Linked DNA regions of Mus musculus: regions 1, 2, 3, 4, 5 and 7 are each linked to region 6. Evidence: chromatin contacts called from public Hi-C, HiChIP or PLAC-seq and promoter capture Hi-C data. All regions are on one chromosome and are shown on one strand. Each heading gives the region's core, a stretch centred on a gene start, on an enhancer-like site or on the middle of the called end of the contact. The rest is flanking DNA. Distances are from core to core; before and after follow the strand shown. Region 1 holds the start of Nsmce1 (NSE1 homolog, SMC5-SMC6 complex component). Region 2 holds the start of Il21r (interleukin 21 receptor). Region 3 holds the start of Gtf3c1 (general transcription factor III C 1). Region 4 holds the start of Kdm8 (lysine (K)-specific demethylase 8). Region 5 holds the start of Polr3e (polymerase (RNA) III (DNA directed) polypeptide E). Region 6 holds the start of Rbbp6 (retinoblastoma binding protein 6, ubiquitin ligase). Region 7 holds the start of Uqcrc2 (ubiquinol cytochrome c reductase core protein 2).

Region 1 (3,596 bases), core at 599-3,098, 2.5 Mb before region 6:
TAGGGAAAGTGGGCTTTCAGCTTCTAAACCTGTCTGTAAGGAAAGAAACGACTGCGTCTCTCAGTTCAGGCTTGCGTGGCAAGTGTCTTCACCCACTGAGACATCCCCTTGACTTTGAATACTGACAATGGTTTGAAAGGCTTTTTAAGACTTCAGGGCAAACCAACTGTTCGAGCTTCCCATGAGGGCTGTTTTCAGAGTTTATACAAAGTTTTTTGTCATTGATAGTTCAGTTACCAAGAATTTATTATTCACCCCACCCCCAGTGGCTCACAGTTCATCTTCATAACCCTGTCCTCAGTTTGATACTATGGTTCTTTATAAATGGCCAGGATAAGGCTAGGGCTGGCGGAGTGCTTTGTCCTAGAGATGAGAGAGTTTGGGTTCAAGAACCAGGATTTGACCTTGGCCTTCCACCTCCAGAGATGAAGCTTTTAATGACCTCTGTATTGTTAGTCTCCCTACTCAGTTGAAGAGCTCTCCAGAAGATAAGAAGCTGTCCAAGACTCCAGGGGTGGTGAGAGGCCATGTATGTTTTCAGAGATTGGACTGTGCACTTCGTACGGTTGTATAATTAGTCACTTTTCCTGGGCGAGGCTGCATTTCCAGCTCTGAGACGTGCATCTGGAATTCTCGGAAAGGAAAAGCCTTGAGCAGGCAGAAGTGATTTCTTTGAAGTTACCCTTGTGGCAATTTCATCAGGCCTCACAATTCTTAGATGAGAGTGGCTAAGGCAGTACCACACCACACTTCTCGGCGGCCGTCCTAGTTTTCCCTGCACATTAGTAAAAAGTTTCTGCCCCAGGTAGTAAATGTCTCCGCTGACGTAATAAGCCAGATCATGCTGAATTAAAAATATAAAAGCAGGTTTACCGGGAGCAACTCTCGGGCAGTTTCAACGGTCTCAGAGAACGAGGCCAAAGAAGTCGCCATGAGACCCGGAGAAAAAGAGCCTAGCAAAAGAGAAACAGAAGGCAGAGCGACAGAGAAGAGAGTCCTAGGATGGCTGGGGTGGAGGCCTTTTCTCCACAACACGCACCTGGGTGAAGACTTAAGCAGCCGCTAGGTCCCTGAGAGCAGGCCAGAGGGGTCACCTGCATAGGAACAATTAGTTCTTTTAAATCTCTTATTCAGGACTGGTGTGTGTGTGTGATCGTCTCTTATGCTTTTTCCTCTGTGTGTGTGTGTGATCGTCTCTTATGCTTTTTCCTCTGTGTGTGTGTGCTGCATAGGAACAATTAGTTCTTTTAAATCTCGTATTCAGGACTGGTGTGTGTGTGTGTGTGAGATCGTCTCTTATGCTTTTTCCTCTGTGTGTGTGTGCCAGAGGTCTACGCAAGATGTGGTTCCTCGGAAGGCCTCCACTTTGTTTTTTGATACAAGGTCTCTCTTTGCCTGGGCAGCAAGCACTTTACAGATTACGCTCGCGGACCCCAGAACCGGCTGTTTTAACTCCACTTAGTAGCTCCATGAAAGGTCACCGCTCAACCAGTAGCGGCAGAGCCAAGTTTCTAGCTCAGGCCACAGGAAAACAAAAGCCATTCTTCGTCTCCAGTCTAAAGCCTGCAGTAGTTTTACTACGACACAGGCCGTGGGCCGTGGATCGTCCCGCCGTGGGTTCTCCTCCAGCGAGCGAGAGGCGGGGGCGGCGGAAGCCGTTCCGGGAAGTACGAAAACCGCGCGGGAAACCGCGTAGCTCAGAAGGCGGCTCACAGGTGCCAAGGCGCCATAGCAACAGAGCGGGCGGGGAAAACGGAAGTACTCCGCTGGTGAGCGGGAGAATGCGCGTAGCCCACCAGTAGGAGCTCCAGTCTGGCGATCTCTCCGCCCTGGAGGCGGGCTCCGATATGGCTTCCGGCGTGATCTCGCTGGTTTGCGGTACGTATGAAGGCTTTGGGGTGCTGCGGGGACCAGAGCGGGCATCTGTGGGCAACGGGATCGACCATGGGGTCGGCGCGGGCTTTGGCGCTGACGAGATATTGAAGCCCGCAAAAGGCAGGGGTTGGAACAGCTCTATAACAACATAAGTTGTTTATTTGTTAATTTAAATTTTAAAAAATTGTCTTTTCGAGACATGCTCTCACCATGTAGCCTAGGCTGACCTGGAACTCCTGTAGCTCCTGACTCCCGATCGCCTGATGGGTCAGGCGGAGAAAGTGTGCCTTGTCACTGACACTGTTTGGTGACAGCCACTTGTACCCTTCTGTTCAAAACGACCACACCCTCCCCTTGCGTGCCCCGCCTCCCCACTCCCCCCCCCCCTTTTTGTTTTGTTTGTGGAGCCAGCATTTGAAAGCCTGAGGCTAAATGTGTTCAGAATCATCCGTTTGTCCGATTTTGGAAAAGTATAGGATTCCTGTGCTCTGTGTTTTGTTGCATTTCGTACTGATAACCATAAATAACACCTCTAACCCAGACCAAGACTGGAGAAGTCTAGAGAAGGAACCTAGATCATGGTTTGTTCTGTCTGTCTGCCTATCATCTACCTACCTATCTAAGCAATCTATCTAATCATCTGTGGTTATGTTTTCTAGACAGGTTTTCTCTTTATTGCCGTGGTTGTCCTGGAATTCACTCTGTAAATTAGGTTGGCCTTGAACTCAGATCTGCCTGCCTCTATCTCCCATGTGATGAGATTAAAGGTGTACACCACCACTGCCCAGCAACCACGGTTGGGACTGGCAGTGCCTTAAAAGAAACTGCTTTTGCAGTACTGTCCGTCACTATCGCCATCACTTGTGTACCTTTGTAGCCCCAGCTCCCTCCTGGGGAACACTGTTCCTCATGAGGTTCTGGTGCGTTTCAAACCAGGCTGTGCCATCAGCGGATTAACACTGCCTAGCACAGGCCACCCATGCTGTACCCAAGCATTGCTTATTCTGTAAACGCCTTGGTTTTAAAGTCCTTTGAGTGGGCTGCACCTATCTATGGTTAATCCTCTCTGCAGAGTCCCTCATTGCAGATAGTTGCCATCCTAGCCACAAACAAGCATGGCTCCTGTGATCGGTTCCACACCCATTTTCTGACCCCTTTCCCCACATCACACCATTTGAACTTTTTCTGTACCACTCTTCTCTAATTAATATTTAAGTTGTCTTTAAGTATTTTTGTTTTGTAACATACTTATGAAGATAAAATGAACACCTCAGGTGTAGCACCACCAGATTAAGAAACGTATTATTCCATACCCCCAGCCCCCCATTGAATCTCCTCTACAAAGTTTCCCACTACTCTGAATTCTGTTTTCCTTGCTGTTGATAGGCCTCACTGAGTTGCTATGGCCCTGCCATGATCGCTGTGTACAGTTCTTTCTGTGTTTGGCATCCTTGTGAATGTGTGATTTGCTTTTTGCATATGGTGTGGTTTTGTGTGTTTGTGGTTTGTTTTGTGACAGTTTCTCTTTCCCTGGCTGACCTGGAACTGGCAATGGAGACCAGGCTACCCTTGAACTCAGATCTACTTGCCTCTGCCTCAGGGTGCTGGGATGAAAGGCAGCCACAGTGCCCAGCTTGCATGCAGTGTGTTCTGAGCAGTACCCATGTGGATGTGAGCAGCCTTGCTTTCTTTGTCACTGTCCTGGATTCCACGGTGTGATT
Region 2 (3,447 bases), core at 77-2,576, 2.6 Mb before region 6:
ACAGCCTCACAAAGATAGAGCCACCTTGATCCCCATTTTACAGATGGAGAAAGTGAGGACCCAGGAGGCTCAAAGAAGCAGAGAGGCTTGCCCTGGTTCGCTGCTAGACTCGGAAATGCTACCATGTGCTCTAACTGCCTCAGAGAGCACAGACATTCTCTTAGGAACTACTCGTGACCCTCTAATGCATCTATGACCTGCTCTGGTCCTCTTGACACGTCCTAAGCACAGACATTATTTCCTATGCTATTAACCCATGTGCCGCCTTCTCCTATTCTGTTCTCTAGACTAGACTTCCAACAACCTCCGGGCTCCCCTCTCTTCTCATGGAAGAGGTGTTACCTCTTATCATCTGACCCAGGCCCTGGATTTGGGTGGTGACACCTGGTTGGACTGCCCACCTTGCCATATCATGACAAGACCCATAAGGAATGTCACTCTTCCCCTGTGGAGTCAGATTTCCTTCTCTGTGAAGTAGGCACCCCACCTGCCTGGAAGGATAGATGGAGTTAAAGTAATAAACTATACTGGCCGGTAGTACCTGATTTCCTCCCTACAAAACGGCCCCCTGGAAGCTTCCCAATGCCCCTGGCTACTGCCTATCACTGCCTGGCAGACTGTCTACCATCCAGAGTCTCTCTTTTTTTTTCTCCTCACCACTTCTTGCAGGCAGTTTTGCATAGGCAAGGGATTATGCTAGCCATGCTCCTGCCTCCATAACCCTCCAACATTCAGCAAGGGCATTCCTAGTCATTTTTAGTCAGTTGAACAAGGAACTCCAGCCCTGACTCTGCCCACACTAACTGCGTAGTGTTCTTTGCCTGTGTCCCACCACAGTGTTATGCAAAAGACAGAAAAAAGGCCCCCAGACTCAGGGAGAACAAGAACTAGAGTCTACTTACCTACTCCTTCAGGGTCTTTCTCAGAAAGCCATTCTTTAGGCTGGGGCACTTGGGTGGTCTCCTGGGCGTGGGAGTCACAGCGGGACTCGGAGTGGTGGTGGTGGGAGGTGAAGGTTTGAGGTGGGCAGGAGTTCAGTCAGGTGCAAGTCCAGAATCAGGGGAGTCACTGCTGAGATAGTCCTGAGGCTGAGGACCAGCCGGGCATCTGGGCAGAGCCTACACAGAGGAAGACAGTAGGGCTGGGGCAGCCAGACAGAGACAGGGCACGCCTGGGGCACGGGCTGAGGCCAGTTGGCTGCCCCAGGGATGGGCAGACTTGCGGTCAGACAAGCAAGTGACCGTGAGGCACACCACAGGAGAAGTGGGCAGACAGCTGTGTGCGACTGAAACACAGGGCCACCAGCGGAGGCTTCGGTGTCTATCTGAGGCCAGGCAAGGGGTGGGGAGGGGATGTGGTAAACAGTGCCCCGCCCAACCCAGCCAGATCCTCCAGAAGGGGCAAGAAAAACTAAGATGCCTGCAAGCAGGCACCCACGGCTCCCCAAAGGTCACCCTTAACACGATATTTGGGGTCTGACATCTTGCAGACAGATGACATCATCCCAAAGGCCTCACAGTCGTGTCCCAAGAGGCAGGCAGTGAAGTGGGACTTGCCACTTCTTGAAGATGTAGAAACCGAGACAGAGATGTGACAGTAGCACATCCCACCTGAAGCCCTTGGTATTTACCCTGAGCCCCTCAGCACAGATGGGACAGACTGAAGGTGGACGCCTACCTCATGACTGCTCTTTTACAGGTGTCTAACTGGTCCATTTTGTCTGTCCCTTGCCTGCCCCAGGGTCCTGATTCAGAATGACCCAGACACTCAGACTTTCTGCCTTAAGCACTGCTCATGACCATCCATTCCCCAGTCCCCAGCCTCAGCATTGTGGGAAGGAGGACATGCGCTGCTACCCTGGAGGAGAGAACCCTGCTGCTCCTGAGAGCCTTGCTGTGCCCCTTGTCCAGCCAGGAGGGCAAGGCAGCCACACACAGATAGAAATCCAAACAAATAGAGAAAATAAACTCTTTCTTTCTTTCTTTCTTTCTTTCTTTCTTTCTTTCTTTCTTTCTTTCTTTCTGTCTGTCTGTCTGTCTGTCTGTCTTTCTTTCTTTCTTTCTTTTTTTCTTTCTCTCTCTCTCTTTCTTTCTTTCTTTCCTCCCTTCTTTCTCTCTCTTCCTTCCTTTCTCCTCCCTCCCTCCCTTCCTTCCTTCCTTCCTTCCTTCCTTCCTTCCTTCCTTCCTTCCTTCCTTCCTCATAAAAAGGGCTTTATTATTGAAAGTTCAAATTAATTCTAAACAGTGAGGTTTCCATTCATTTTCTGACCATGCTGAGGCTATCACCATTCCTGTCAAACCATGGGTGACCTCCTGCCTCTGCCTCTTCCCTCGACAGTCCAAGGGTGGTCCCCATAGTTTAGGGCAGCTTTTAGAATCCCTTAAAATCTGCCTCCGAGACTCATCTCTTCAGAACTCACAAGCAGGTTCATAAGATCATGTCTATCCTGTGCAAACCGACACTCTAGCCGTCACTCAGACCTCATGCCTGCACCCGTGAGGCCAATGTTTAGTCAACCTTTGAGGCGAAACAACTTGTTGAAGACTCCATTGATGAGCAGTGAACTAGTCCAATCCCGTGCTCTGCCCAGGACCACTCTTGAGACAGTGCGTAGGTTCTCCTGCAGCTGTAGCATTTACCTTCTCAAGGTACTCCCACAGACCTAAAAGCAAGCTTTGTCTATGTTTCAACAATTTAAGCATAACATGAGCAGCAAGCCCTCATCCATGGTCAGCACAGGAGACGGCCAGTCCCATGAGTTCCTCCGATCATCAAATTGCTCACTTCCCACTTCTGGAGAGGGCATGACTTCAGTGCCCTTCCTGTCACGAACCTTCTAAGACTTCTACAGGGCTTACACATCTCCCAGCTGGGGACCCAGGGGAGAGACTTTCCCTTTGCCAGCCTCAGAGTCCTCTGCCCTGGGAGAAAAGGTAGGGGCTAAGAGGGATCCACAGCTGCTCTTGGGAACCAGGAAAGCATGGAGTCAGTGAGTGCTCCCATTCCTGAAACACAGCGCAGCTGGTGTGTGCACAGCAGTCCTCTCTGACCCGTGCAGTAGAAAAGAAACTCTTAAGACTGTTTTTTTGTTTTGTTTTTGTTTTTGTTTTTGTCTTGAAGCAAGTGAGAGGTACAGAAAAGGGGTGACAAATAGACTTTTGGAAGCCAGAAGACAAAAGCCAGGCAGCTCCTGCCCAGCAGCCCCAGAGAGAGGAAGTCAGAGCCATCTCCTTCTCACATTGCTCAGGTGCTCCGATGGCACTTGCCCACAGACCCTGAGTGACAGACAAGCCTGTTCCCATTTCACAGATGAAGAGATTGAGGCTCAGGGGAGCAAACTAGCTCCTGGGCTATGAGGCATTAGAGCTGATATTTGAACCTAAGAGGAGTGAGGTCAGACCAGAGTTGTTTGAGCTGTCTCCATGGTCGTGATGGGCTCAGATGTAC
Region 3 (3,610 bases), core at 987-3,486, 2.7 Mb before region 6:
AAGCTAGTCCAAGCAATTTACTGACACTTTGTCTTAAAAGGGGTGGGACAGCCACTTGGTATACAGCTCAGCCTGGGGCAATTGCCTAGAACAAGTGAGATCAGGGGTTTAATCCCTAGCCCTAAAACAGAAGGAAAGCCGGGCAGTGGTGGTACACACCTTTAATCCCAGCATTTGGGAGGCAGAAGCAGGAGGATTTCTGAGTTTGAGGCCAGCCTGGTCTACAGAGTGAGGACAGAGTCCTGGACAGCCAGGGCTACACAGAGAAACCCTGTCTTGAAAAACCAAAGGGAAGGGGAAAAAAAAAAAGGTAAAAGGAAAGAAAAGGAGAAAGCCAGTTAAATGGCATGACAGCATTTGCATGTAATCCCAGCACCCAGGAGGCTAAGGCACGAGGATCGGGAACTCCGATTCATCCTTGTCTACACAGCAAGTTTGAAACTAGACTGAGTTACATTAGACCCTGTCCCAAAACAAAACAAAATCACAAAATCAAGAAGGGAAAGAAAGGGAGAGAGGAAATAGAAAGCTATTACTTTTTTTTTTTTTTTTTCCTATTTGGAGGAGGGGTACACACAGCTATCTTCACTTAAAAGATCTAAGTTCAGGAGTAAGAGTTTCCTGTTTCTTGTTTGTTTAGAGACAGGGCCTCCCCAAGTAGCTTAGCTTTGGCTGACCTGGCACTCACTTTGTAGAAGAGGTCATCCTCACAGAGATGTCCTGAGGGCTGGGGAAGAGGCATGCACCACCGCTCTTGGCCTGAGGTTCGTTCTAAGTGAATAAATGTCTTGAAATTTTGCATTTATGTGGCAGCATCACAGATATAATACACACTTATATTGCTTAAAGGTCTTGTAAAGGAAAGGCTTAAAGGAGTCCAAGGACTCCTAGATTTTAAGAACCACTGTTCGACAGCAGGACAGGGCAAACTGATAAAACGCATTTTTTTATAGTGCCTCGAGGACAAAGGACAAAGGCACCCTTTAAGCAGATGTAACACATTCGATGGTAACATGTCTTTCCATGCTACATCCACTGGCTTTCACAGCAATGCAGAAGGAAGGGGCAGTAATGAACTGTGAAGCAGCACAGACCCTTCCAGTCTCCTCAGACATCAGTGTTCCCATCTGAAAAGCTGGATATCAGAACAGCTATTCCCAGGGAGCGCCTGAGTGTCCACAGTGATTCTAACCAGGCTGCCTTTAGCCTTACGACTGACTAACTAACTGGCTATCATAGTTTGAGACTTGCTCCTAAAAACAATCTGCTTCTGTACAGATTGGCAACTGGTTTATCAGTCACAGCCCACCAAACTTGCTCCCGTAGACATGTGCACTGGCAAGCTCTGGAATGGAAGGCTTCTAAAATATTTTTTTTTTTCAGATTTTAAACTCCCATCGTCCAGGAGTCTTACTCATGCTGTCTCTTGATTAGCTATTTGACTTTGGCCAGGCAAAGTGGCCTGCCTTGTCTGAGCCTCAGCTCCCTCGCCTGTAAAATAAGTGACTATCCCAAAGGACTGCTGTGAAACGTTTGCACTTGTCAGTAGCTACAGAAACCCTGGCACCGAACAGTACTCAGTTCACGTGAGTTATCAACAATACCGAAGCACATAAAACTCTTCCCAGCCCTTTCCCTCCACTCCTGATGCCAGGAGCTGACAAACGTACTCCCAAGGGACACGCTTACCGCCAACCAACTTCGACATTCCCATCGCCCATCCCAGGACCCCCGCAATCCTCCTCACGCCTCCCCCGCGCCAATCTCTTCCCCGTCCCCCCTCCCTAAGTCTGAGAGAGGGACTCCTACAAAACCACTCCCAGCCGTGGTCCCCATCCCGCACCGCCAGAACCTTCCCCTCAGGCTGGACACCATCCTGGGCCGGGGTCCCTGTGGCTAGGCGTTCCTCCCTGAGACACCTCCGAGGGATGAGGGACGGCCGCCCAACCTCCCGGCGGGGCCCACGGACACTAACCGTCCATCCCTAGAGGCGGCGGTTCCGGCCTCCCGAACCGGAAGCGGCCCTGACAGTGTTTGCAGTTCCCCTGGTTACTACGGGGTTCCGGACCAATGGAGGAGGAACTCTGATCATTGAGCCCGCCCTCGGGTAGCGTGACGTCACGGCGGAGCGCTGGGACTCCCCATCAGTCCTCCCTAGGCCTCGGATCGCTGTACGCAGGCGCATTGGGCCCTGGCCTCGGCGGCGAGGTGCGCAGGCGCCCCGGGCGCTGCTAACTGAAGCGGCCATGGACGCGCTCGAGTCGTTGTTGGACGAGGTGGCCCTGGAGGGGCTCGACGGCCTGTGCCTGCCCGCGCTGTGGAGCCGCCTGGAATCCCGCTCGCCTGCCTTCCCATTGCCTCTGGAACCCTACACGCAGGAGTTTTTGTGGCGGGCTTTAGCCACGCACCCGGGCATCAGTTTCTACGAGGAGCCGCGAGAGAGACCTGACCTGCAGCTCCAAGACCGGTCAGCCACCAGGGGTGGGGCGAGGGCTGAGAGCCTGGAGCGGGGCAGGATGGTGCGATGCAGAACGGGGACCGTGGGACGTGGGGGATGGGCGCGGGAGGCGAGCAAACCTGAGCTCTGCGCCCTAGCAGGCCGGAGTAGATGAGCTGGGGGATGGGGTATCCGCTGTGACGGAACTGTTTCCCAGTGTGTTAAAGGAGCGAGTCTAAAGAGTTCCTTTAAGTTGGGTGATAGGACGGGAGTAGGAAAGTGGTTAAAAAGTGGGACTAGGTGAGGTCCTTCAGGGACCTTTAGGGAGCGTTCGTTCCGAAAGCTAAGGCAGCTCACTGGAGGTCTGCATAGCCCCGAATAGCAGTGAAAGAGTAGCCGAGGTGGACTGGGCGCTTCCCATAGGTGGGTTCCAAGACCCAGTTCTGGAAGCGACAGAACTCAGTTCCGCGACACTGAGCGAGACACTATTGTCTTTTCATTTTACAGAGGAGGAAACTGACGCCGAGAGGTTAAGGGATTAACCTTAGGTTAAGTACAGGATTCAGGGATTGCTAAATGCACTTTTCCCTTCTCCTATCTGTCCTTCTCCAGGAGCAGAATCCAGCTCCTTGCATGCTCTGCCCTTAGCCTCAGCCCACCCCTTACTCCCCTGTACAAGTTTTTGTTAAGAAAGGGCTGACGAGCTGGTCTTGGTGTTACACGCCTTTAATCCCAGCACTTGCGAGGCAGAGGCAGGCGGATTTCTGAGTTCGAGGCCAAGGCTACACAGAGAAACCCTGTCTCGAAAAACCAAAAAAAAAAAAGAAAAGAGAAAAAAAGAAAAAAAAAAGAAGAAAGAGCTGACAATACAGTTCAGTGTGATTTCATATCATACCCGCTTGCCTCTGCACTCTAGCACTTGGGTTACAGGCATGCCCTACCATGCCCTGCAAGTTGGAACTCTTAAGCTATATTATGAAGGTCAGAGGAGGTTCTAGAGGTAATAATGAACCAGATAAGTTTAGATTTAGGCGGCCACTTGGCAGAGTGCTCTGAACAAGCAACACCAAGTAGAATAGCTTAACGGGAGAGAAGTGAACTGCGTGCGCCTGAAGAGTACGCTTGGAAGCAGGGAGCGTGGAAAGTTTTACAACACCCTGAAGAGGAGGCTCA
Region 4 (3,129 bases), core at 514-3,013, 2.5 Mb before region 6:
GATGTGGGCCCAAAGCAACAGTCTTCACACAACCAGAAGCTTGAACAGGCCTTCCAGTGTATACTGCCTGGACTGCCTTTCTCTATGGCCTCAAGCCCAGGTTTCAAGTCAACCCCCCAGTGCTCCCACACAACCCGGTCTGACACAGATAGGACCAGACTAAGTGGCCCTGTAACCTGGCTATAAGTATGGCCTGGCTTCCTATACCCTCTCCCCGAATTGCCTCTTAGAAAAGGCAGTATTAACCAAAAGGCCTGCCACAGAAGGGAGCAACTGTTGGTTTATAAACCAGTCTTTAACAGTGTACCCACACTAGCCTCTAAATTGGCTTCCCAGAGTACCATATAAAAGTTTATTGTGAGATGTATAAATAGGCTTCCAATAGTCAGGTATAGATGGCCTAACTGTGGAATTCACCACCTAAACCAGGAGACTATAAATTTAAGAGCCTAGACAAACAAAACCGGGGGTTATTGTTGGTAAAATGACACCCACAATCACCCAAACACAGGCCACATGTACCAGCCTCAATGGCCTCATATGTTCCAGTATAAGTTTCTCTCCCACAGTGCAACAGTTAATAGGCCTTAAAGACATCTTGCCGGCCATTGCTTTGCTTTTGAAGTTGGTAGGGGCTGTGTCTTTGCTTGCAAGGTGGCCTTCTGGTATTCTACATTCACGTGTCAGGCAAAAGGCACTGCTTTCAAGTAATGGCCAGGTGCGGGTTGCACAAAACGTTTCTCTGTAGCCTTAATTCTAAAAGGTCTTTAAATAAAGGCCCATTTGTTGGTGTACAAAACGACGCTTTTTGCGAAAGGATGTCACCCAAAGGGTGCAGGATCTAATCTGTGTGGTTCTATCTGGGCTTCCTAAGTGAACTAAGCTGCTCACACCAAAACCAAAGGAGCCAAAAACGGGGCCGAACGGAATCAAGCCTCGCTTCCTAAGTGCACTTTTTGGGGATGCATTACAGAAACCGGTTTTGGTTGCTAAGCGGGATGCTGGATGCCTTAGCATGAACAACAGTCTAGGGAAAGCACGTGCAGTCCTTCTCTCAAAGTACCCGGCTGCTCACGCCCTTCTGGACAGTCTGGATTGGAGGGCTGGCTAAGTGGCCTAAGAGAAGACGCCCCGACTCCCAGGAAGTCTTTGGTTGTTGCTGTGGACCTCTGTCCGCTTACGGGGGACAGGCGGACTTGGGCGAACGGGTTCGAGGATGGAGATTGGAAACAGGTAGCAGTGGCCGCAGCCATGCCTTCCGGACAGACGGCGCAGGCGTGGTTATGTGGGCCGGTCTCGCCACTAAACCTATCCTCACACTTGAACCACTAACCGAAGCCTAAAAGGGAAGGGCACGACAGTTGCACGCATGCGCTATTTGACATCCCTAGCAGCTCCTTCAACTGTTTGTGGGGAGCAGATAGCTACTACGCACGCGGCTTTTCAAGCAGCTCCCAGGCCTCCCAAGGCGCCTGCGTGAAACCGTCCCGGCTCGCCCGCGCCGGGCTTTAGCATGGCGCCTGCGCAATCCGTCCTTCACGGCCAGGCTGCAAGTCTAAGCAACTGCAGCTGCCTGGAGCTCCAACTAACCTCTCTGGCGCTTGGACTTGTTTGTGTCTCTCGTTGCTGGCGACGACTGGTTCCGTCCGGGCGAAGATTCTTCGGCTGGCTTTATCACCGACTACACCGAGAGCATCGATCACTTCTGACTCGGCTGATCGCGACGGGTGCCTAGAGGAACGCGGAGCAATCGATGCCAGGCCCCGCCCTCCTCCGGTTCAAAGACTTGGGAGGCTTGAGCTTTCTTTTCCGGGTCATACCTTGCAGAGCAGTTTGTCACTTGCGACTACCCAATCCTTCCAACTCAGATAATGAGTTCTCCCTATTTTACAGAGTAGGAAGCCGAGGTGGAAGAAAAATAGCCACATGATTTTAGAAGTCACGTATATAATTTGAGCCCACAAGTACTGCTTGCAGGACTGGTTTCCGTGAGTTGGCCTATGGTTTCTTTGCAGAGACAGACTATGTGGAGTGGTGTGGCAGTCAGTTCGAGTTTTGAGTTTCGAGCATTCTCTCCCGGTTGACTCCAGAGGTGCCTGGAGCAGCAGCAGCAAACGATTCCCTGCAGCGATCTGCTAGCCTTGGATTTGGAGTGTGACTTCTACTGGTCAGCAGGGATTGAGTCGGGATGTGGCACTCCTCAGTTTTCGTTTTCTCAGGAACACTGAATCGGTTGCTGCCACACCACTCCACACAGCCTGTCTCTGCAAGGAAAACATCCTTCCAATAGGACTTAGACAGAACTCCAGGATATCCCTTCATTCTCTGTGACAGGCCAGCATTCCAAAGTTCCATGCTTGGTCTTTTGTTTGTTTGTTTGTTTGTTTTTAGGGTGTGTGTGTGTGTGTGTGTGTGTGTGTGTGAGACAGGGTTTCTCTGTATAGCCCAGGCTGTCTTGGAACTCACTTTATAGACCAGGCTGGCCTCGAACTCAGAAATCCGTCTGCCTCTGCCTCCAGAGTGCTGGGATTGAAGGCATGCGCCACCACACCTAACTCATGCTTGGTTTAATAAGTGATTAATCGAACTACTTGTCCCCACTTATCAACAAAATGCTGGACAGCCAAATTAGGTGCCTGCATGTTGGTCCCCATGCAGCTGTGCACAGGCTGACACCCGGGGTGTAGTAGCTCTGACCTGCTATATTAGCAGGCCACCCTTCTATTTTATTTCCTGAATTTTCTAGCTTTGGATTTCTTTCCTGTGAAAGAAAAGCTCTAACTGGGAAGATGAGCAGTCGTTTAAGTGCTTGCTTTGCAAGTGTGAGGGCCTGGCTGTAAATTCTCAGTAAAAAGTCAAGTGCAGGGGCAAGCACCTGCAGTTCCAGAACTGGGGAGGCAGAGACAGGAGGGTCCCCAGGGTTTCTGTCCTGTCAGCCCAGCAGAGTCAGTGAGATCAAGGTTCAGTGAGAGATGCTTGTTTGGTTTTGAACCCCAGGACAAGGGACTCGGGTGCATATTTTACACACCAAAGCAGACCTGGCCTCCAGGTTCTCCCAGAATCCCTCAGTCCCTACCTGGCATACCCTGCTCCCAACCCTGAACTTTCTAGCGTGGGGGCTGGACTGCC
Region 5 (3,629 bases), core at 820-3,319, 2.1 Mb after region 6:
ATCTGGAAAAAAAAGTTACAGACACAAAACAAACAAAAAGGCTTCCCTAGCTCCACCCTCCTATCTCCAATGCTCAAGAGACTGCCATTCTTTGTGACTGTCAGTAGCAATGCTACTATAGCATTGCTGCCTTGCTCCCAACCCTCCAACTGTCCCATAAAACAAATCCTTCCATGGACCCCTAAGCCCTTACACGATCTTACCCCTGTCTCCACATAAGCATCTCCTCATGGCCTAGTGACCAATTACTGAACTTCTAACAGGCCAAGCCCCAAGCATCCTTGAGGACACTCTGCACAACAATCCCAGGTCATTTTCTTTTTTTTTTTTCTGGTTTTTCAAGACAAGGGTTTCTCTGTATAGCCCTGGTTGTCCTGGAACTCACTCTGCAGACCAGGCTGGCCTCGAACTCAGAAATCCACCTGCCTCTGCCTCCCAAGTGCTGGGATTAAAGGCATGAGCCACCACTGCCCGGCTCACCAAGTCATTTTCTGGATGCTCATTTTCCTTATATGTAACCACTGCCAGTCCTTCCAGGATTAGACGTGTTCCCTGACAACTCAACTGAAACAGCCGCTTCCAGCCCCTTCCATTACAAGCATAATTCCTTATTTCCTGAATGGTCCTAAGCTGGAACTTCCTGATCTGCTTGCTGGTCAGGTGTTAGCTGTCCTCTGTACTAGACTTTAAACTCTACGAAGGCTTCTCTATGCTTCACATTCCTGGACCATTAAGTGGAGATAATAATTATACTTGGTCGTGGTTATGGGATCATTACTTTTAAAATTAAAAAAAAAAAATCACAGTTCTTTCTCCCAAATATTAATGATGCCAGGCATCAATATAGTACCAAATAATACTCTTCTCATTAGCTGTGCAAATCAAAATTTATAGTGCCCAACTTCGAATTGGTTTACCCAAGGTCACAGCCCCCCAAGAAAACAGGTAAAGAAATCCAAATCTAGCTGATGCCAAGAGCCTTGGTTTTATTCTTAACTAACATGCTGCACATCTCTTTGGTAAAAGGCAGTATGGTGTAGTGGTTAAGAGGTTGGACTGCCGTGCAAAACCTTACAGGTTCAAATCCTACCTCTTCAATATAGCAGCTGATTAGCGACGTGAATTGCATAACCCTGGGTCCTTTCCTATTTTAAACCACACACCGGCTTCAAAGGGATAAGGCGAACCTAGAAGGACTGTTGCTACGTGGCAACATGTTTTCTTCCAATATAAGACCGAACAAGACAGCCACAAATGAAAGAAGCAGGAGTGTCACCCATCTTACACTCATTAAAACACCGTAGCACGGGAATCATATCCCCATTTCACAGATAAAGGTATGATCTTATCTTTTCGCTCCCAAACCCAGGAACTCTAAAACAATATTCCAGGATGACCCGGTATGTGCACCATCCCCCGTTACTGGAAGGTCCCCGGGTCCACGAAGCAGTCGCCACTCTGCTTAAACACAGATCAATGAATGAGGCGTCCCGGGCCCGCTCGGGCTAAGCAGAGTTGACCAGGTTCAACGACCCCTGCCCATGCAGGCGGCCCCGAGTCCAGTGGCTTTCTCCATGTCGCCGGTGCTCAGGCGCCCTTCCCACTCTTCCGAAAGCCGCCACGCCACCGGGCACCAGTGCCCTCGCAGGTGCGGTTCGGGAGCCAGGCCCGGGCGGGGCAGCGCGGCCGAAGCCTGAGTCAGCGCGGGCCGCACCGCCGTCGTCTCCCCACCGTCCAGCCGAACGGAGCGACCCAGGCCCGGGGCGGCCTGGAAAGCCGGGCGGCCACCTTGCGCCCTGCCCTGGTCCCGGGAGGCCGCGGCCCCTCGGCACGCAGCGGCGGGGGCCTGTCTGGCCTAGTCAGCAGCGCGGCCCGGAGCACCGAGCGAGTGCGACGGCTGCGACCCGGATCCCGAGGCTGCCGAGTCGGGGCTCACCTCTCCGCCGGGGCCGCGCGCGGGCGGCGGAACGGCCCAGGGACCCGCGGGCTGCAGAGACGGCGGCGGCCGGGTCTTCTATCAGGCAGCGGCCATGTTCCTGCTGGAGAAACTCCGCCGGACACGTGGGGGGAGCGGGGCCGGCCCTCGCGCTTCCTCTTACCCACAATGCCCCGCCCCGGCGCGCGCGGGACCGCCCCTTCGGCGAGCTGCTCGTGGTGCAGAGAGCGCACATCGACAGCAGGGGTCGCCGCTGCGCTCGCAGAAGGAACCTAGAGCGAAAGACGCTGAGACAAAAGAAAAAGCCTGCCTTGGCAGCGGTGGGATTCGAACCCACGCCCCCGAAGAGACTGGAGCCTTAATCCAGCGCCTTAGACCGCTCGGCCACACTACCCAGCTGTTGACGTCGTTTTCTAAGAAGCTACTTATTGGATTGACACGTATATTTTCTTTCGATTCTTGGAGTTATATTTATTTATTTTATTTCCTGCCGATAGAAATTGCCATAAACAATATTATCATCATGCCACTTATTGAAATAAAAGTATTTAGATGCAAGCTTGTTCCAAATAAGTTTTAAAGCAAAGGATAGTTTATTTTGCGTTCTGAGTCAGTTGGTTAAGGTGTCAGGTTAAGCCACTCAGACACTCAAAAACCCGAATTCGATGTCTGGTTCTGTCAGTAACTTTCACCAAGCTCTCAGAGCTGAACTGTAACCCCAGGTCTGCAGAGTTCTATCTGAAAATTTACGTGTTTAAATTTTTAGTACACAAACAATTTTAAAACTTTGCAGATAAAATATATTCTTTGTAATATTCAAAATAAGATTCTTCGAGCTTTGACTTGCTCTAGTTTCCTAGTACCCAGCATTATTGGCTGATTGTACATCCTTTCTGCTCTTTTGCTGTCAATGTTTATCTCCATAGAAAATAGTTTTGTTCATATTGTGAATGGGTTGGTATATAAATATTAACACAGTAACACATAGAGATATACAGCTGGCTGGTTTTTCACTATACTTTTGATTTATTTTCTGTTTTGCTTTTGTTTTTAACCAGACTTTATTTTTAAGTATCTTTGCATGTTAATATGCCCATACAGACTTTTACGTTTACTTTATTTATTTGTTTGGGAGTGGGGAACGGGCGGGGGCGGGCCGTGGAGGTCAGAGGACAACTTGCCTGATGAATAAGTTCTTTTGTTCCACCCTGTGGGGGCGTCTTAGGTTGTCAGGCTTCGAGGCAAGTGTGTTTACCTACCTTCTGACCGAGCTATCTCACCAGCCCTAGATATTTTAAAACACTGAAAAAGATGAAAAAAAAAATAGTCACACACACCCCATATTTCCACCACCTAGAATTAAACTCATTTCTGCATTTACATTTGAACATGCATACATATTCATTTGTTGTTTAAACTAAGGTTCACAATGCCCAGGCTGGCTTTGAACTACGTGCATTGATGAGTTTGAATTTCTGATCCTCCTGCCTGCACTTCCTAAGTACCAGAATTACAGCCTTGCACCTGGCCAATATGGCATTTTGCTTCCAATTATTTTCTTGTGTACATAATTTTTATTAAAAGTTACACAAGTAAGGCCTTCGAAATGGCTAAGCGTGTAAAAGCATGTAAAAATCCCTGGGACCCACATGATAGAAAAAGAATCATCCACAAGCTGTTCTCTGTCACACAT
Region 6 (3,238 bases), core at 533-3,032:
AACAGAGCCCATCCCATGAGCATTACTACCCTGAGAAAAAGAAAGCAAAACAAGTTTAGAGTCAGAGAAGACTGTGACATTGCCACCATTCAAGTCCCAGTACTATGATGTTTTCAGGGGTGGTGGTGCACCCCTTTGATTTCAGCACTCAAAGGCAGCAAGTCCCAGTACTATGATGTTTTCAGGGGTGGTGGTGCACCCCTTTGATTTCAGCACTCAAAGGCAGAGGCAAGAGATCCGAGTTCAAGGTGGCGCAACACCTTTAATCCCAGCACTAGAGAGGCAGAAGCAGGTGGATCCGAGTTCCAGGGCAGTCAGGACTACACAGAGAAACTATCAGAGAGACAGACAGACAGATGGGACCTAGACCCAATTACTTTTAAAATGAAGAGCTCAAATTTTATAACCAGTGGCTTACTTACATTCACACATGGTAGCATTCTTTTTAGAAAAACACACACACATATATTTTGGTGGTGTCGGATGAAGAGCCCAGGGCCTTGCACTTTGAAACTTTTCTGAACTGCTTAACAGTTAAGTGTGGTCTAACACCTGCATTCCCCACACTTGGGAAGCTCAAAAGGGGTTGTTGGGGTTGGAGGCCAGTCTGGGCTACAGAATATAACTTTTGAGTAAATATCACTAATTCTGGAATTACACCTCAGAGTGTTCACCTCAGAACATTTTTTTAAATACAAAACCAATTCCAGCACTAACTAAATCCTCAAAAATACCTTTTCTACAAGCAACCCCGTATAAATAAATAAAAGGCCAGTGGACAATTGCTATCAGCTTCAAAACGCTGCTAGATTAGCCAACAAGTTATATCTACTGCTGCTTTAACCAATAGGAAACCTTACACAGGCTTTCCTCTCCTGATGGAAAAACAAGTTAGGGAAAGGCCACAAGGCAAACACCCAACAGACTCAGGTAGCAACCCTTTTCTCTTTTCAACCCAATCCCACTGTTTAAAAAACTTTAATTAAGGAGGAGGTGGGGCCCCATTTTGAAAACCAGCCTGCTAGGTAAGACAGATCCCAGCATTCAGAAGGCCAGTTAAACTCCAAGGTCGGGTGCTGCAATCCTTGGCTATCAATGAAACTCTGTGTATGACAACGGGTAAGAATGGAGTTCAAGCCTGAAACAAGAAACTTAAAATACCAACCTTGACGCCCCCCCCTCCCCCCAATAAATATCTGCGGCCCGTGTGCCTCTTACCTTCTTTCGTCTGTGCGTTGGTGATCTGCAGATCGCTATCGGCAGCTTTCAGCTTTTCTCTCCCCATAATCTGCTTCTTTAAATCGCAGAGGGAGATATGGAGCCCATCAAAAGTGACGGTGTCGTAGTTGAGTTTAGAGGAAAATTTATAGTGCACACAGGACATTGTGGCAAAAGATTCCTAAGGTTCAGCGAGGAGACGTGGACACTCTCAATATATGTATATTTATAAACTTAAGAGCAAAATATGTACACACACAAAACACTCAAAAGACAACGAAGGACCCTAAGGCCTCAGATTAAATACCCCCCCAACCACAAGCGGGGGTCCGTGAGAACAATAATCCGGAACCCCCCGTACTCAGAATCGCTTCATGAGGGAGGAGCAAGACAGGAAAGGGGGCAATCGAGGATCCGCCAACCGGCACAATGTCACCCGGCTGGGTCCCACTCGCTCATGCTAAGGGCCGGCAGGAGACGGGGGCAGGCGGTGCAGTCAGTAGCGGTCAGTCCACACGTTAGAGTCCGAATGACCCCGCGGGGTCAGGGGTCCATAGCGGCCGCACCTCCCGGCTAGTCTCTCTCCGTGGATGGGGGTGACCCAGGCCCCGGGAGAAGGTTGCGGGGAGAGGGCCTAGGCCCGGAGTCCACGAGCGGCCTCTCGCCTCCTCCCGGCTTCCGGACGACCGGCGTCGGCGTCCCCAGGCCCAGGCCCCCACCGCACACACACCCTGGCGCCTGCTCCCCGGAGGCCACGAGCGGCCCGCGGCCTAGGCCGAGATCGCGCGGTCGGCGGAGGAGAGGCCTTCCAGCGGCCGCCCGGTTCGGCTCCGCCTCCCCCCCGCCGCCGCCTGACACAAAGCCGGTGCGGGGCCCAGCTAGGCCGCGAGGCCCTTCCTCACCACCCCGGGCCCCGGAAGGCGGCTTCGTTGGCCCCGGGGACACCACCGAGGCTGCCCGACTCTTCCTCTTGCTGCTCCTCGCGCTGCTCCCGCTCCTGTCGCCTCTGAGCCCACGACCGCGTCGGGAAGCCCGGAAACGGTCGGGCGGCGGCGAGGGCGTCGCTGGATTCCCTCTTTATTATTATTATTTTTTTTTTGTTCTGCCCCCCCAACCCCGGGCGCTCTCCGGCCCGCACCCTGCGCCGACGACACCTCCGCGCCAGGCACTATGGCGGACGCGGCCTGGCTTCGGGCGAGCGCCCCCACTCCGGGGTCTCTTAAGCAGGGACTGCACGGGCGGCGCACGCGAGGCGGGGCTTGGGCGTGCGCCGATAGGCGGGCCGGGGGCGGGGCCGTCTGCGTCACAAAGCGCACCGGCCCGCCCACGTGACCCGGCGCTTTGTGACTTGCGGCGTGGAACCTGAGGCTACGCGGAGAACAGGAGAAACTACGTGGGTCCGCAGAGAGGGGGAGGCGGACCGTCCCACCGGGCGGGTCTGGAAGGGGCGCTTAAGCGGCGGAGGCCCCAAAGTGCGGAGGGGGTGAACCGCGAATTCCACCCACGCACGAGTCTCATCACTGTGATGGCTGCTCACCAACTCCTCTCCTAACAGACTGTATACCCTGAGCTCTTCCAAAGCTGCTGGTGAGAATGGACCATCATCACCACCAGCAGCATCTTAAGAGCTGTGTCCGACTCTTACCTTGTACTAGGCACCGCGTTGACCGCTGATGTTTGCAAATTCTGGAGCCCAGTCTCCTAGGTCGGAAGTAACTCCGTTCTCCCAAAGACGCTGTCAGAGAATAAAGAATTAAATCCATGAGTATATTTCAATATTTAAGACCATGCCTGGCATATCTGTGCCTCAATACAGGGGGCCTAATAAATGTCAAATAAACAACAGCAAAAAAATATCTCCAATTTATAAGATAGAAACCTAAAGCCAACAGCCGTGCATTTTTCGAGTTTTCAAAGAAGGGAATGCTTGCTGGGTTGCAGGGTCCTCATTCCATTTTAAATTACAAAGTCCCTTAGGAGGGTTGGCATTCTTTTTCTCTTGTGGCATACGGGACATATT
Region 7 (3,125 bases), core at 607-3,106, 2.3 Mb after region 6:
AGTGCCCTTAATGTCTGCACTACAGTTTCACCCTTTCAGGTGCTGTACTAGGCATATTCAACCAAGAAAGGGTCTTAGCTTTATTGAACAAATATCTACACAATCCTAAAATCAACAACAAATTCTCAGCATAATATGTAATAACTTGGATGATGGATCTAAATGCACTGACTTTACACACACATATACACACACACACATACACACACACACACATTATACACAATGGTATAAAGCTATTAAGATATTCCAATTATGTCTAGGGTTCACAGGATTACTAATGGACATGCAAGCAAATACACTTTCATGATGCTAAGATCCACTAAACATGTTGTCAAGTGTACCTGTAAAGTTCTATAATGCTCCTACTCGGCACTGCCCAGACTGCTGTATGCTGAACACTCAGTCAGTGCTGGGCTAATCTGGCTGCTGGTTTTCACCTGTTCATGGAATTACTACTTTATCCCTTCAGTCCTGCTTGTAAATTATGAATATAATTAACTGTGTCATTTTCATTTTAGTTTGCTGGATAAGGTATATGCAGCCACTTGTGATTTTTAGCTGTGAATTTTTAGCTGTGCCCAAGATGTAATTCCTGTAACATCCAAGTGTAACAGTCCACATATGAATAATCCACACTTCCACTTCTGTGCTTTTGGGTAGTGAAGTTTAAAATCTCCTGCTTCTTTTGGGTTCCTTTCAGGAAAGACTTAGATACAATTTCTACTTTGTTTTAATAACACATGGAAAGTCCTGCTCTCTAAGGACTGCTAGCAATTGGTCTGTCTAGGCACAAGGAATACAACTGCAGCCTAAATTTGTACAACACATATATGTAAGTATAAAGCACAAGGAAACACTATGCCCAGGCCTGGTGTATCACTGTCTAGTCGTCTCTCAACACAGACACTCCTGGCATTTCCGCGTTGTAACTGTGCTGTAGGGGCTGCTGTTGTATGGTTGGATGTCTAGCTGCACCGCTGACCTCTAGATGCTAGAAGCACTCTCTCAACAGGTGGTTACGAATAAAAAGCTCCGCATGTGACCGGCTAGTAGGGGCAAATTAGCCCTTGTTGAAGTTTAAATGCTCCCATTCTCATCTCTTGAAAACCACGATTCCAGCGTGATAACGTGCTGACACACATGAGGTACTCCTCTCCTCACCGCAAGTGACAACTACATATTTTAGGGCTAGTCTTGAAGAAAGATCAAGAGCCCCTCCTGGAGGAAGCCTTTAAATGGGACCCCGAGAAAACGAGCATCTTAAGGAATGCGGGGACTGAGTACTGACAGGAACGAAGGTGCCGGCACTGAGATAAGCAGCGCACCGCGTTTGTGAATTTAATAAACTCGCACGCATTGGGGAAACCGACGCCTCGGGATCAACCCAGGGGCAGAGGTCGTAGGTAGGGGAAGCAGGCGGCCCGGGTGGCGTTGGCCTACACCCTACCTGCTTCTCGAGTGACCTTCAGGAATCTCCCGAGAGCCGCTTCTCCGCCACTCTCCAGGCCACCCTCCTCTTCCGCTTTCCCCGCGTTAGCTCTCGGCTGCTCACAGGACCCGCCGAGCCTCCCAGGCCTCGGCTCGCTGGCAGCCCCCTTCTCCGCGGGGTTTACCTGAAGGGCAGACCCAGGCCTGAGGCCAAGGCCGCACACTCCGCACCCAGCTCCTGAGTGGCCGACAAGCGTCCCCAGCCCTGCCCCACGCACGTCCCATGCTCACCGAGAAGGACCCGGCCCTGCTGAGGAGCTTCATGGCTCTAGCAGTTGCCCTTTCCCACGGTCACCGCTGCAGACAGCAAAGCAAGATGGGGTCGGAGGACCGAGTTTCCCGGTGTGCACTGCGAGCTTGCCCACGCCCCCTTGTACCGGCGGCCCTCTACGCATGCAGTGCTCTACTGCTCCGGTAGGCGGGACGAGCCCAGCTCCTGGGGAGAGGCTAGAGGTCTCCCGGACTAGATTGCAGCTTTTGTAGGTTATCCTTTCTGAGTTCTTTTTCTGCAAAAGACATGCAGCCTGTAATCCCAGCTGCGTCTGCAGCCGTCACAGTCACCCCAGCCGTCTTGGGCCTGCCCGTGAGTCCTCGCAAGTCCGGGAGTCGTCGGCACTCCCTGTTCCTCGGAGGTCGTCCCTCGCCACTTTTACTGTAGTCTTCCCGGTACCGCGAACTTGGTGACCGAGTTCACAGAAACTGGCAGGACGAATGTCTCGTCGAACAGATCGACACACTTGTAGGTCTCCTTGCCGCAAGGAGATCGTCACCAGCAAGGACTCAATCTCGTGAAATTTTCTCGCGCAAATTTGCGCGTGTGTGTATAATCAGGGACTTAATATAGTCTTCTATTGTACTTAAAAATGTTTAACTGTTGGTGATACAGACATATGGCACAAATCATTCGTGTGTTACACTATGATTGAGACTAATTCGGGAACCACTGCTTTCATGAAGCCGCATAGCTGCTTAAAAATGTTTTTGGTTACTTTTATTTTTTTTACAGTCCAGTCGTTGCCAGATTCCCGGTCCGCCCCTCCCACAGTTCCTCATCCCATTCCTCCTACCCCTTCTCTAAGAGGATGCCCCCGCCAGGCCTCAGTACTCCCTGGGGCCTCGTTTCTCAAGTTAGGTGCCTCTTCTCCCACTGAGGCCAGACCAGGTAGTCCTCTGCTGTATATATGTTGGGACCTCGGACTAGCTCATGTATGCTGCCTGGTTGGTGGCTCTGTGTCTGAGAGAACTCAGGGGTTCAGGTTAATTGAGACTGTTGTTGGTCTTGCTATGGGGTTGCCCTCCTCCTCCTCAGCTTCTTCCAGTCTTTCCCCTAATTCAACCGCAGGGGTCTCCGACTTCAGTCTAATGGTTGGGTGTAACTATCTGCTTCTGTCTCAGTCAGCTGCTTGTTGGGCCTCTCTGAGGGTAGTGTCAGTCCTTGGAGCCTCCCCTTGAGCTGGATCCAAATTTGGGCCTGCCACTGAACCTCTTTTCCTTCAGTCTGTTCTCCATTTTTGTCCCTGCAGTTCTTTTAGACAGGGACGATCTGGGTCAGAGTTTTTGATTGTGGGATGGCAACCCCATCCCTCCACTTGATGTCCTGCTTTTCTACTGGAGGTGGACTCTATAAGTTCCCT

The links. Promoter capture Hi-C pulls out the DNA fragments that hold promoters and counts their contacts. Hi-C and Micro-C count contacts between places; a contact is called where the count stands out from the background. HiChIP or PLAC-seq counts read pairs in DNA pulled down with a chosen protein or histone mark. Capture Hi-C pulls out chosen DNA fragments and counts their contacts.
Region 1: a promoter capture Hi-C map of adipose tissue shows a contact between it and region 6, with 4 times the contacts expected there. The contact joins the promoter of Nsmce1 here to the promoter of Rbbp6 in region 6. A contact is called at or near these places in 6 of 39 promoter capture datasets (the 3T3-L1 cell line, cranial neural crest, hippocampal neurons and 3 more), 1 of 484 Hi-C or Micro-C datasets (B cells) and 2 of 9 other capture datasets (adipose tissue and liver).
Region 2: a contact with region 6 is called in a Hi-C map of B cells, with 6 read pairs. The contact joins the promoter of Il21r here to the promoter of Rbbp6 in region 6. A contact is called at or near these places in 2 of 39 promoter capture datasets (hippocampal neurons and pre-B cells), 1 of 484 Hi-C or Micro-C datasets (B cells), 1 of 115 datasets of contacts at active chromatin or transcription factors (bone marrow-derived dendritic cells) and 1 of 9 other capture datasets (liver).
Region 3: an H3K27ac HiChIP or PLAC-seq map of thymic regulatory T cells shows a contact between it and region 6, with 9 times the contacts expected there. The contact joins the promoter of Gtf3c1 here to the promoter of Rbbp6 in region 6. A contact is called at or near these places in 5 of 39 promoter capture datasets (cranial neural crest, embryonic stem cells, hippocampal neurons and 2 more), 2 of 484 Hi-C or Micro-C datasets (CD8 T cells and Th1 cells), 4 of 115 datasets of contacts at active chromatin or transcription factors (astrocytes, embryonic stem cells, stem cell-derived neural progenitor cells and 1 more) and 1 of 9 other capture datasets (liver).
Region 4: a promoter capture Hi-C map of embryonic stem cells shows a contact between it and region 6, with 4 times the contacts expected there. The contact joins the promoter of Kdm8 here to the promoter of Rbbp6 in region 6. A contact is called at or near these places in 6 of 39 promoter capture datasets (the 3T3-L1 cell line, cranial neural crest, embryonic stem cells and 3 more), 6 of 115 datasets of contacts at active chromatin or transcription factors (the NIH/3T3 cell line, astrocytes, cardiomyocytes and 3 more) and 1 of 9 other capture datasets (liver).
Region 5: a promoter capture Hi-C map of liver shows a contact between it and region 6, with 2.6 times the contacts expected there. The contact joins the promoter of Polr3e here to the promoter of Rbbp6 in region 6. A contact is called at or near these places in 1 of 39 promoter capture datasets (pre-B cells), 1 of 115 datasets of contacts at active chromatin or transcription factors (large pre-B cells) and 1 of 9 other capture datasets (liver).
Region 7: a contact with region 6 is called in a promoter capture Hi-C map of pre-B cells, with 2.7 times the contacts expected there. The contact joins the promoter of Uqcrc2 here to the promoter of Rbbp6 in region 6.

What each region holds. Positions count from the first base shown.
Region 1 is chr7:125,489,695-125,493,290 of GRCm38.p6, reverse strand. It overlaps Nsmce1 (NSE1 homolog, SMC5-SMC6 complex component), which reads left to right and starts at 1,848. Exons shown (of 8, transcript NM_026330.4): 1 at 1,848-1,878.
Region 2 is chr7:125,601,308-125,604,754 of GRCm38.p6, reverse strand. Il21r (interleukin 21 receptor) reads right to left here and starts at 1,326. Exons shown (of 9, transcript NM_021887.2): 1 at 903-1,326.
Region 3 is chr7:125,706,314-125,709,923 of GRCm38.p6, reverse strand. It overlaps Gtf3c1 (general transcription factor III C 1), which reads left to right and starts at 2,236. Exons shown (of 37, transcript NM_207239.1): 1 at 2,236-2,467. The coding sequence starts at 2,247. It overlaps D430042O09Rik (RIKEN cDNA D430042O09 gene), which reads right to left and starts at 2,054. Exons shown (of 28, transcript NM_001081022.2): 1 at 1,976-2,054. The coding sequence starts at 1,982.
Region 4 is chr7:125,443,254-125,446,382 of GRCm38.p6, reverse strand. Kdm8 (lysine (K)-specific demethylase 8) reads right to left here and starts at 1,763. Exons shown (of 8, transcript NM_029842.5): 1 at 1,591-1,763.
Region 5 is chr7:120,916,218-120,919,846 of GRCm38.p6, reverse strand. Polr3e (polymerase (RNA) III (DNA directed) polypeptide E) reads right to left here and starts at 2,069. Exons shown (of 21, transcript NM_025298.4): 1 at 1,937-2,069. It overlaps n-TLaag4 (a tRNA gene), which reads right to left and starts at 2,330; the gene lies at 2,249-2,330.
Region 6 is chr7:122,969,108-122,972,345 of GRCm38.p6, reverse strand. It overlaps Rbbp6 (retinoblastoma binding protein 6, ubiquitin ligase), which reads right to left and starts at 1,782. Exons shown (of 18, transcript NM_011247.2): 1 at 1,219-1,782. The coding sequence starts at 1,384. It overlaps 4930413G21Rik (RIKEN cDNA 4930413G21 gene), which reads left to right and starts at 1,887. Exons shown (of 1, transcript NR_045614.1): 1 at 1,887-3,238.
Region 7 is chr7:120,633,920-120,637,044 of GRCm38.p6, reverse strand. Uqcrc2 (ubiquinol cytochrome c reductase core protein 2) reads right to left here and starts at 1,856. Exons shown (of 14, transcript NM_025899.2): 1 at 1,723-1,856. The coding sequence starts at 1,755.